Linked DNA regions of Mus musculus: region 2 is linked to region 1. A link is a contact called in public Hi-C data. All regions are on one chromosome and are shown on one strand. Each heading gives the region's core, a stretch centred on a gene start, on an enhancer-like site or on the middle of the called end of the contact. The rest is flanking DNA. Distances are from core to core; before and after follow the strand shown. Region 1 holds the start of 2700069I18Rik (RIKEN cDNA 2700069I18 gene). Region 2 has its middle 62 kb from the start of 4930555M17Rik.

What was found. Hi-C and Micro-C count contacts between places; a contact is called where the count stands out from the background.
Region 2: a contact with region 1 is called in a Hi-C map of muscle stem cells, with 2.2 times the contacts expected there. The contact joins the enhancer-like site here to the promoter of 2700069I18Rik in region 1. A contact is called at or near these places in 3 of 39 promoter capture datasets (hippocampal neurons and liver), 2 of 484 Hi-C or Micro-C datasets (muscle stem cells and nephron progenitors), 1 of 115 datasets of contacts at active chromatin or transcription factors (embryonic midbrain) and 3 of 9 other capture datasets (adipose tissue, liver and pancreatic islet).

Annotation. Positions count from the first base shown.
Region 1 is chr3:5,217,785-5,222,861 of GRCm38.p6, forward strand. 2700069I18Rik (RIKEN cDNA 2700069I18 gene) reads right to left here and starts at 3,039. Exons shown (of 3, transcript NR_045905.2): 1 at 2,886-3,039. It overlaps Zfhx4 (zinc finger homeodomain 4), which reads left to right and starts at 770. Exons shown (of 11, transcript NM_030708.2): 1 at 770-1,143.
Region 2 is chr3:5,451,171-5,456,247 of GRCm38.p6, forward strand. No RefSeq gene overlaps it. Among named protein-coding and RNA genes, the nearest start is that of 4930555M17Rik, 62 kb to the right of the region's middle. Within about 2 kb of position 2,506, at least 9 of the 459 cell types and tissues checked have an H3K27ac peak or open chromatin away from gene starts, as enhancers often do. A contact at or near this core is called in muscle stem cells, where this site is marked.

The DNA of each region.
Region 1 (5,077 bases), core at 1,789-4,288:
CTTACTCTCATTTGGAAGTTTACTTTGACTAAACTAACCACTTCCACCTCCCTTGTAGGTTTTCTCTAGCGTAAATGCAAGTGCAAGATATAGTTTTAAATAGAATGCCTGAGGATCCAGAGAGAAATCTCTCCTTTGAAAGAGGTTGAACTGGGTGTTGTTTGCTCACACTGACTGGCACTCTTTATTTACATACATCTGCATATTTGCTCAGGCCTTAGTATTTAGCTGTTAAAGTACTTCTGAGTGCGTAGTAGAATAAACCAACCCAGAGAAAAGCTCTTAATTACCTTGACTTGTATTTCTCCTTAAAGCTCCCTGGTAAACATATCTTTGGTGTGAGAGTAATTATTTTGCCTGGGTTTTTTTTTTTTTTGTTTTTGTTTTTGTTTTTTTTTTTTTTAATCTAGAACTCTAAAAAGGCATTTCTTAGGAATGAGTTGTGCTTTTATATTCTTCTCTTTGCTGTCTCTGTGTGAGAGTGTGTTCGTGTGTGTCTAATGAAGTTTGAGAGTTGTGCGCAGGGGCGCATGGGGTGCGAGCCCCGGAGGTCCCCATCCTCCGTCTCCTTAGTCGCCTCGTCCAGGGCTCCAGCCGCAACGCTAGGAGCCCTGGAAGTCGCGAGGCTCCCAGGCTGCTTTGAGTCCTGGCTGCGCGTCATTTGCAGTCTGGGGAATGTTGATCACCTCACTAATTACACCTCTCCCCCCTCCCTCCCCCTCTCCCTCGCTCTCCTCTCTCATTCCCAGAGTGCATATCGGGAATAGACACACAAAGACATGCGCACTCAACTTAATCAGCCATTTTTTTTAAACAGGGCTAAAACGATAATAATTAGCAGAATAAAGACATATCGGATTTTCATTTCCTTTCCTCCTTTTCCCAACCCCTTCACAAGCAAACAGCGAGACCGCGGTCGGCACATGCTTTAACTCCTCCCGGAACCCCGAGGACCGCTCCGTGCTCCCCACTTTTTGCTCCAGCGTTTTTATTTTCACCCAATAAAGTTCGAGGATTATTTTTTTATTTTTTATTCTTTTTAATGAACCCTCTCGTTTTACTTGGATGTGATCAGCTGTACGTAAAATAAAAGCAAAACAAAAAAGAGGCGAAGATCGAGTAGGAACTGCAGGGAAATGGAAAGTAAGTTTTTTCTTTAACTTTTATTGAGTAGTTTGTGTTAAATTTAGGTCGAGTATCGATTATCTTTCCAGCCTGATCTTGCACAATCTTTGATATTTCGCTCACTCTCTCTCCCTCTCCCTCTCCGCCTCTCTACCCCTAGATCGCTTGCTACCGCTCGCCCTAGCACACGTACCCTCATCCCGACCACCTCTTCCGCTCTGCCCCCCTTTTCCATCTCTTTCCCCCGTTTTTTTTTTGGCTCAAAGATTTGCTCTGCTGAGGGAGGGAGAAGGCACAGGCGGAGGGGGGATTGGGGCTGGAGGTGGGGGGGAGGCATGCTTTTCAAGATTTAACTTTTGTATTAAGTGACTTTCGGCCGAGCAGTTTTCTGTCTTTTTCTCAGTCTTTTCGGGTTCTGCTTTCCTCGGGAGCCGGAGACACTCTGGTGATCCGGCGAAGCTGTCATTTCGGCAGCGGCTCGGACATTATCTGGGGTCCTCGCTCGCTCCGCGTCCCTGCACCCCATCGAGATGATGTTTCCTCTGCACACATTCTCCGAAAGTTTGGACAGTGGTCGGTGGGGCTCGCAGCCCCCCTCTCCTCTCCTCTCCCTTGATCCTCCCCTGTACTCTTCTCGGTTTCCTTTTCATCTTCCTTTTCCCTTCTCCACCCTTTCTCAAGTTCCCGAAGGGCACTCACTGCGCGGGGCTGTGGCAGGCCAGGGCTGGTGCGCGCGAGGCGCCGGGCCCGGGAGGATGGGCGAGCGCGGGGCTTGGCTGCAGGTAGACACCGGTCTGCGGAGCGCGGCCGGCAGCGGCAGGCCCTGGCGGCTCTTGGCTGCACGGGCGCTGCGGACCTGGTAGGTCCGTTAGGAGGCGGGATCTCCCGGCCTATGTCCGCAGACCTGGGAGTGGAGGCAGCTCGCCCCGGGGTTTGGGGATTGATCGCCACACTAAGAGGACACCCGCGGCTGGAGATCAAGAGCCTTTGCTTTCTTTTTTGGTAAAGGGCAAGGGTGTGTGTGTGTGTGTGTGTGTGTGTGTGTGTGTGTGTGTGTGTGTAAAGGAGATGTGGCTGACTGTGGGAATTGATGCATTTTACACACACACACACACACACACACACACACACACACACTCACTACAGGGTTCCATGTCTGCAAATGAACTTCACCTCCTCAGCTTCAGCTGGCACCAAGCATGCCTTCTGACCTGATATGATCAGTTAGGCTACCAGGGGCTGGAGTGAGCCTGGTCTCGCTTCTTTTCCTTTTCCTTTTCCTTTTCTTTTCTTTTCTTTTCTTTTCTTTTCTTTTCTTTTCTTTTCTTTTCTTTTCTTCTCTTCTCTTCTCTTCTCTTCTCTTCTCTTCTCCTCTCCTCTCCTCTCCTCTCCTCTCCCTCCCCTCCCCTTCCCTCTTCTCTCCTTTCCTTTCCCTTCCCTTCCCTTCCCTTCCCTTCCCTTCCCTTCCCTTCCCTTCCCTTCCCTTCCCTTCCCTTCTCTTCTCTTCTCTTCTCTTCTCTTCTCTTCTCTTCTCTTCTCTTCTCTTCTCTTCTCTTCTCTTCTCTTTTTTTCCTCTCTCTCTCTTTCCCCCTCCCTCCCTCCGTCCCTTTCCATTCCTTTTGCTCTTTTCTATCAGAAAAAATAAAATAAAATTTTTCTATAATTGTATAAAAGTTCCTCAGTGATGGCCAAGTTCCGGAATGTTCCCCCATCTTGCCCCCTCTCCCAGAAGACCATGCATTGGTTATTTCTTTTGTTACCTGTGATCCAAGCGAGGGGCTCCTTGAAGCGCTGGGTCTAGGGTTCGGCCCAGATATGAGGCTCCAGAGGAGCCTTCCGCTGTGTCTCCACAGTTCCGTGCGCCGTTCTGGAGAGGTTTTAGCTACCTTTCGGTGAGACACCCTCTTTGTAGGTACCAAAGGTTCAGATCACAAACATGGACACCCCCCCCCCAAACACACACACACACACACACACACACACACACACACACTCACAGTCAACACTCACAGAACACACATTCGCCCCACTCCCCCCACCTCTAGCCCCAACCTTGCCTTCACTTTCCCCCTCCCCCAAAAAGCACACACAGAACAACATCCCCCACCAGCACCAAACAAAAACCCAAAGACAAGTTCAGTGGACGAAGATGGTGTATTGACACTGACTCAGACAGAGGCAGGTTCACCAAGAAATCTAGCGTTGGTGATTTCTGACAGTTGCATTTCCTCTCCTTGAGCACCCCCCCCCCAACCCTTTATTAACTCTGTTCCATGTTTAATCAAGGATCATGTAGATGGCAAAAGGAGAGAGAGAGAGAGAGAGACACACACACACGGGACAGAGAGAGGAGAGAGGAAGAGAGAGAGGAGACTGGAAACAGGAGGGGTTTAATTTTTTCGTTTTTTTCCCCCTTTTTCCTTTCCTTCCCTTTCCCTTTCCATTTCCCTCCCTCCCTCCCTTTCTTTCTTTCTTTCTTTCTTTCTTTCTTTCTTTCTTTCTTTCTTTCTTTCTTTCTTTCTCTTTTTATAATTTTCTTCTCCTGGATTTTCAGTGGCGTGATCCCTATACACGTGGAGTGGTTAGACCTCATATGTAGTATTATATTTTTAGTTGGGTGAATGTTTGGAAGAGTCAGGGAGAGGCTGAGGCTGCCGCTGCCTTTTCGGTTGGTGCTTAGATTAAGGCTGAGACTTGGCTGCGATTGGGACGCGACAGTGACATGGGCATCGATCGCTTCCATTGAGAGCAAAGCAAAAACACAGCCCGGGTATGTAACACTTGCTGCCATCCACACTTGCTTTACCTTGTGTTTACTGACAAAACTGACGGAGCAAGCTCAGACTTCTTTCTTCCTTCCTTCCTTCCTTCCTTTCTTCCTTTCTTCCTTTCTTCCTTTCTTTCGCTTTTTGCTATTTTCTCTTTTCTAAATGAAGAATAAAAAGAATAATGTGTATAACATTTGTTGAAAAGGATGGGTTTTAATAACGCATAAAGGAAATTTGGGGATTATTTCACTGCATCTGTTACTATTTTAGAGTTTTCCTTCTCCACTAAGAAGCACATTAAATAAATAGAAGATTTTTTTCCAAATTAAAAATAAAATAAAATAAAAAGTAAATCCTTAAGGGAATGTTTGATATTGTTCAAGGGCTGTGGTTTCAAGCAGCAGGAAGGAACACAAAAAAATAAAAGATGGCTAGCCAGCTGTTTTAACCTCTTGCACCTGGCTTCAGTGTATGGATCATAAGGGTCAAACAGTTGTTTTTAATGGTTTTAATATTTATGGCATAAACTGCAGAGAGCATCGCTGTGTGTTTATTCAATAGCTGGCTGCTCATGTATTTAAAAAGTAAACTCTTATTGGAGTGTTTTCCTTTTTTATAGCAATGGAGATAGGGTCAATGAAATATGAGGGTTGCACCATAAATCGAAAAGTGAAATGTACCCAAGGAACAAAGGAAGGTCAGGTGAACTGGCTGTGTAAGTCACAGCAGCAGCACCCACTATGGGATAAGGCAGAGACAGTAGCTCTGGATCTGGGAAGTGAAAGTTTCTAACTTAATAAAAACAAGACAACACATTCGGCTCTATTGCAGTGTTTTGCAGCTTTTGGCAGGAGTAGTGCAACTCTTCATTAATTGTGAGCTAGTTGGATTATTTTAAAGGTGCTGCAACAGCAAGGGGAAACAGAAAGGAGACTGAGAAAATTGCTGTTTAATATTGAAGAATTTACTGCTTCCATTCTGACCATGAGCCTAAATTTACACAATGAAATCTGATTATCTATAATAACAATATTAGATCCAGCATTGGATGGATGAGAATTGAGGTGGTTTTGTTGATTGCAAGGGTTTAATGTTGCATTTCAGAATCTGATGTGGTTTGGTCTCCCTTCCATTAACTGGAAAACCCCTGAGGTTTTACAATTATTTCTTAAAGATAATACATT
Region 2 (5,077 bases), core at 1,256-3,755, 230 kb after region 1:
TTTATTCCTTTATTGTGTATTATACATAGAGATGTATGGAAATGTAAGTGTAATTCTAAAAGAAAGAGAAAGAAATTGGAAAAGAAGTAGTTTTGATGTGTTTTTCAGACATTTATAAACAGAGTTGAGTGATGAAACTTGTACATTGAGTACTTCAAGATAGTCACAAAAGAGATGTCTAAAGAAAGTAAAAAGATCTCTCTCCTAGAAAAAAGAGGAAACTGGGTATCTAATGTAAGAAAAACAAATATGCCAAGGATGATTCTAGATATCAAGTTTAAGAGGACACATGGATTAGGTTTCTGTCAACTTGATATAAACTATAGTGATCTGTGATGAGGGAGCCTCAACTTAGAATGTTATTCCATCAAACTGTTCTGAAGGCAAGTCTGTCACTCATTTAATTTATGATTGATATGGCAGGAACAAAACCATGGTGGGTGGTACCAGCCACTCCTTTGTAGGATGTTCTGTACAGAATAAGACAGCAAGTTGAACAGCCTTTCTAAAGAGGCTCTGCTTCAGTTGCTGCATCCATATTCCTATCTTGAGTTTTTGGTCCAACTTTACTTCTTGATGTAAAATGTAGGCTGAAATGAACTCTTTTCTGCCTATGTTGGTTTTCGTAAGCATTTTATCAAGGCAGTAGAAAGTAAACAAAAACACAGAATGACAGACATTATCTAAATATGTGATTCTAATGGCCCATGTGTTTCTCAGTTAACATCTGCAGACATTAGAATGATAGAGGGTCATTTTCCCTGCCTCCGGGTCTTGGGAGTAAGAAATACTGTAGCCCCAGTAGATTGTTCAACAAGATTATACTCAAAGAAACATCTAATACCTGTTATCATTATTGTTAGAAATATCCTTGATGGAACATTCTTTTCTAATTTCTTAGGAGGGAAGCAGCTTTAGCTTTTCTTATATATCATGGCAATGTACAGAAGACAGTGGTGGTAATGTGATGTAAGCAGAGAAGTGGAAAGTGGCAATCTTCATTTGCTGTTAATGTTAATTAAGTTATATACCTGAACACATTCTTTTCTGAGTTGTCTTTTCTCCTTACCTTTCTTTACTATTTGTTTGTTTGTTTGTTTGTTTTCATTGAGGGTCTCCTTCTGTAGTGCCGATTGGGATAGAATTCATACCATTATGCCTGCCTCAGTCTCATGAGTGCTGGGATTGTACAACGTTTTCTTCCTTTTTATTTCTTTGATACTGGGCACAGATCAAGTTTAGGGGCTCCTGCATGCCAAGTTCATATTCTACCACTATGCTACAACCCCCCAAACCCTAAAAAAATACTTTTATAATGTTGCAAATCTTTAATATGACTTTTAGTCATAATGATTGGGTGTAATGATTTAGATTAATGATAATTGAAAAATATTGCATCTATTAAGTTTACAGGAGTGGAACACATATTCAACCAGTAGAAGTCAAAAGACAACTCACAGGATTCAGTGACTGCTCTCTGTGATGAGGGACCCAGGAATTAAATTCAGGCCTTCAGGTTTGGCTCAAGCACATTTTCCCTCTGACCTCCCTTTGTAGGCTTTATTTTGAAGAGAGACGTTTGTCTATGCCTCTACCAGTTTGACAGTATGTGAGAGTTATGGGGCTACCCGAAGGGAAATTAGCATGGACAGAATTCTTTGTGACTTCTTCAAAACCCCCACAGGGTTTATTTCTTACCATAGCGATACCTGTGAGGTAGTGAATAGGGAGAGCATGAAATCACAGGAGAGGAAACACACACTGAAGCTACTGGCAAGCATTGAGGTCAGCCATCTGATGGAGACCAGATAGCAAGTGTACACCAGAGTACAAGGGGTGCTGGGGTTTAAAGGTTCCTAGTTCACTGCACAAACCTTGAAAGCTGGATCAGCTTCAGGACATGGTGTCAGAATGTGATAACTCCTGTTCACATGAGGTAGAGTACTAATCCTAATCGGAGTTGCTTCCAAATACTTTATAAACGTAGGATTGCTTCCATATCCAGCCTCAATAACTGGGAGATGATGTAGCTAAGCTGCTGCACTTTGGAGTGTCAGATCTTTAGGTTTGAAACATTTCTTCCTTCCTTCTTCTCCTTGTCAGGCCAAGTGACTTAGTTTTCCAAGTGTCTGTGCTAATTAAATACAGATCTACTACACCAAAATGTTTTGAATGTAAAAGATTAAGGAGACTGAAAACTTGTGTAAAACGTGGGAACGAGACAAAAGAGGATCCTTCCTAGCTTGCACGGCTTTCAGTCGGAGGGAATCCTGAGGTCTTATTAACATGAGGGCTGCAATATTTTTTGGTTTTAGGGTTTTTTTTTTTTTTTCTAAGGAGACAGTTGGTTCTACTGGAGAAAAAAAATGAGCAAAACATTTCAGGGGCTAAGCAGCAGCCACCCAGGAAGGCAGTCAGTAATCCTGGGTGACAGCTGAGCTGTAAGAGGGCTGTCTGGGTAAAGGAGGGCAAGATTAGAGTCACCCCATCCGCCAGTGTCTCCTCTAGCCAAGCTTCTCTTGTTTTGTTTGAAGCTTACCATAAGGGAAACCCACTGACCTTTGTGACCTTGCCTTCCAGGTTTGGCATTTGGAGGAATAAATCAGGATTAGCACCACCATTACAGTTCAGACATGTGTTTTTAAGACAAAAGTATGACCATTACTGGCACTTTTAGCACTTGAGACAAGTTCTGCATAGCTAATTTGTAACAGTAAGGATTCATCAGTAGGCAAAACTGGATGTTCCTGCCTGCAACAAGAGGCTCCCAAAATATTTTGAATACGACTTATTCCATCATCTGGGTGTGGGAGGCAGTAGAGGAGATGAAGAGTTGTGCTTTGGCAACTTGCCAGTCCTCTGATGTCAGCTGACCATCTGAAAACTGGAAAGATTTTCTTTGTTCCTTTGATTCTTCTTCCTCTTCCTCTTCCTCCTCCTCTTCCTCCTCCTCTTCCTCCTCCTCCCGCTAATAAAACTATTTAGTTATGCTCAGACTGATGAGCATATTTCAAGCTATGGAAATGAGGCAATAATGACAACAATGTTATTTTATGACATGGGAAGAAAGTAGGAGGAACACTCCAGCTGCCAATTCCATTGGTCACATTCATCCCTAATAAATCCTGGGTAAGTCTGCCCAATATTAGTCCTATAACTTAATCCCATGAATCTATTTAGGATTTAAGATACATTTAGTAGGGAGGGAAAGAGAAAATCTTCTGGCATGTTGTAAAGGAAAGGGTAATTAATAAACTTTCTTAATGCTTTGTAAATCTGAGTGAAACACTTAAAAAATGAATAGCTTGTATTCCAGAAAGATAAAGGCAAATGCCTACAAGTGTACCGTAATGAAAGTAGAGATTTTGTGATGTCTTTCCCAGTTTTCTAGAAAATGTAATACTCAAATCCTATGTTCCAACTTCCACATACACTGAATTCATATTAAATGAAAGCTAACTAAGCCAATATACTTCCAAAAGTTCACCTGTAGATGTCTGATACATGTAAAGCAATTTCTACTCACAACTCTAGTAACAATCTATATTATTAATATTTCTATTTCTGTCAATGTATTACTGGCATTACTATATACTGGCTATTTAATATGATTGACACTTCCATGGCTGAAACTGGAATTCCCTATCAGACCATGTACCCAGAGGTCAGTAAATAAATAGATAAATAAATACATATTAGTTAATTAATTACTTAATTAAAAAATAATAAAGTAAAATTTAAGCACACCCTCACTGTGATACTGAATGAGGGAGACTTTGCACGTCTTTGGAAATCATAGGTTTGGAATCAGGAGCCTGTTCTTCCTCTTGTCAGCCATATCAACTGAGTAGCCCACAAGACTCATATATGAAATTCAGATAACCAATATATCACAGATTCATGAACAGTAAATTACATGTATGTCATCTAATATAGAGAAACATTGATTTTATTGAAAAATATCCATTTGAAGAAGCTTATTTTACAATATATACATATAACCTCGACAAGAAATTTCTTAATACTCATTCCTTTCTCCAGATCACTAAGTTATCATTTCTTGGAACTGACCTTCATTGTAAACTGTTGCCTCAGAGGCCTTGAACTTCTTAGGACTAGTTGGGGACATATGCCTTTGGGTTTTAGGTTTCTGAGTCCTATTTCACAGTAACCAATCCAATCAGTTATTTCTTAAAAGCCACCACTGTTACTGTGTTGGAGATGAAGAGATACTTGAGGGTGTGACATCCAGTGTGAGTCTGCCTTGATGACATGAGCATAACTATATCAAGGGCCCTAGTCTCAGACCCAAAGCAAAAAGGCAGTGTGTGCCTACTGTGTGTGCAAAAATTCACAATAGGTTTCTTCCCACATGGATGATTATAGTCTGAAGACTGACACCCTGTGCTTCTACTAAGAGTTGCTAAGCCTGTCTCCTTGATCCATCTGTATGCCATAAACTCTGAGTCATTGTTTATCTGTAATAACCAGCCTTCTCCAATAACCTCATTTCTCTACTCAACTGTATGTAACAAATAGGTTGAGCTTCTGAGGTACAATGGTTTCTCCAGCAGAAAGCCTAATGCATTCTACCTCATTTCTCTGTGTATTCATCTGTCTGTCTGTCTGTCTGTCTGTCTGTCTGTCTGTCTGTCATTTCTCCATTTCTTTGACGTTCCTGCTTAGCTTCCTCCCTGGAACAATACAAACAGTTGGTACTAATGTCTTCTGTATTAGACTTGAAAGTCACCAGTTTTGATTTCCTCCCAATCTCCAACTATTAGTGATGCTATTGTACCACTAGGCTGGTTCTTTTTGAAGATAAATTAAAACTGGTTCAAAGCCCATATCTACAGAAAAAAATTGCCCTAGGTTTTATATTTTCTCTTTGCATTGAAATTGCTTTTCTCAAAAAAAAAAAAAAATCATACTGGGACCCAGCAAGTGAAGCTGTTACAAAACCACTTACCCCTAAGCATTTGTCAGTCTTTCAAAGGTCAATTTAGAATTTACCTCCGTCAGACATTTTTTCCTGACTAATCTCACTGGATTTTGTCGTCTTGTGAGGTTGGTCTCC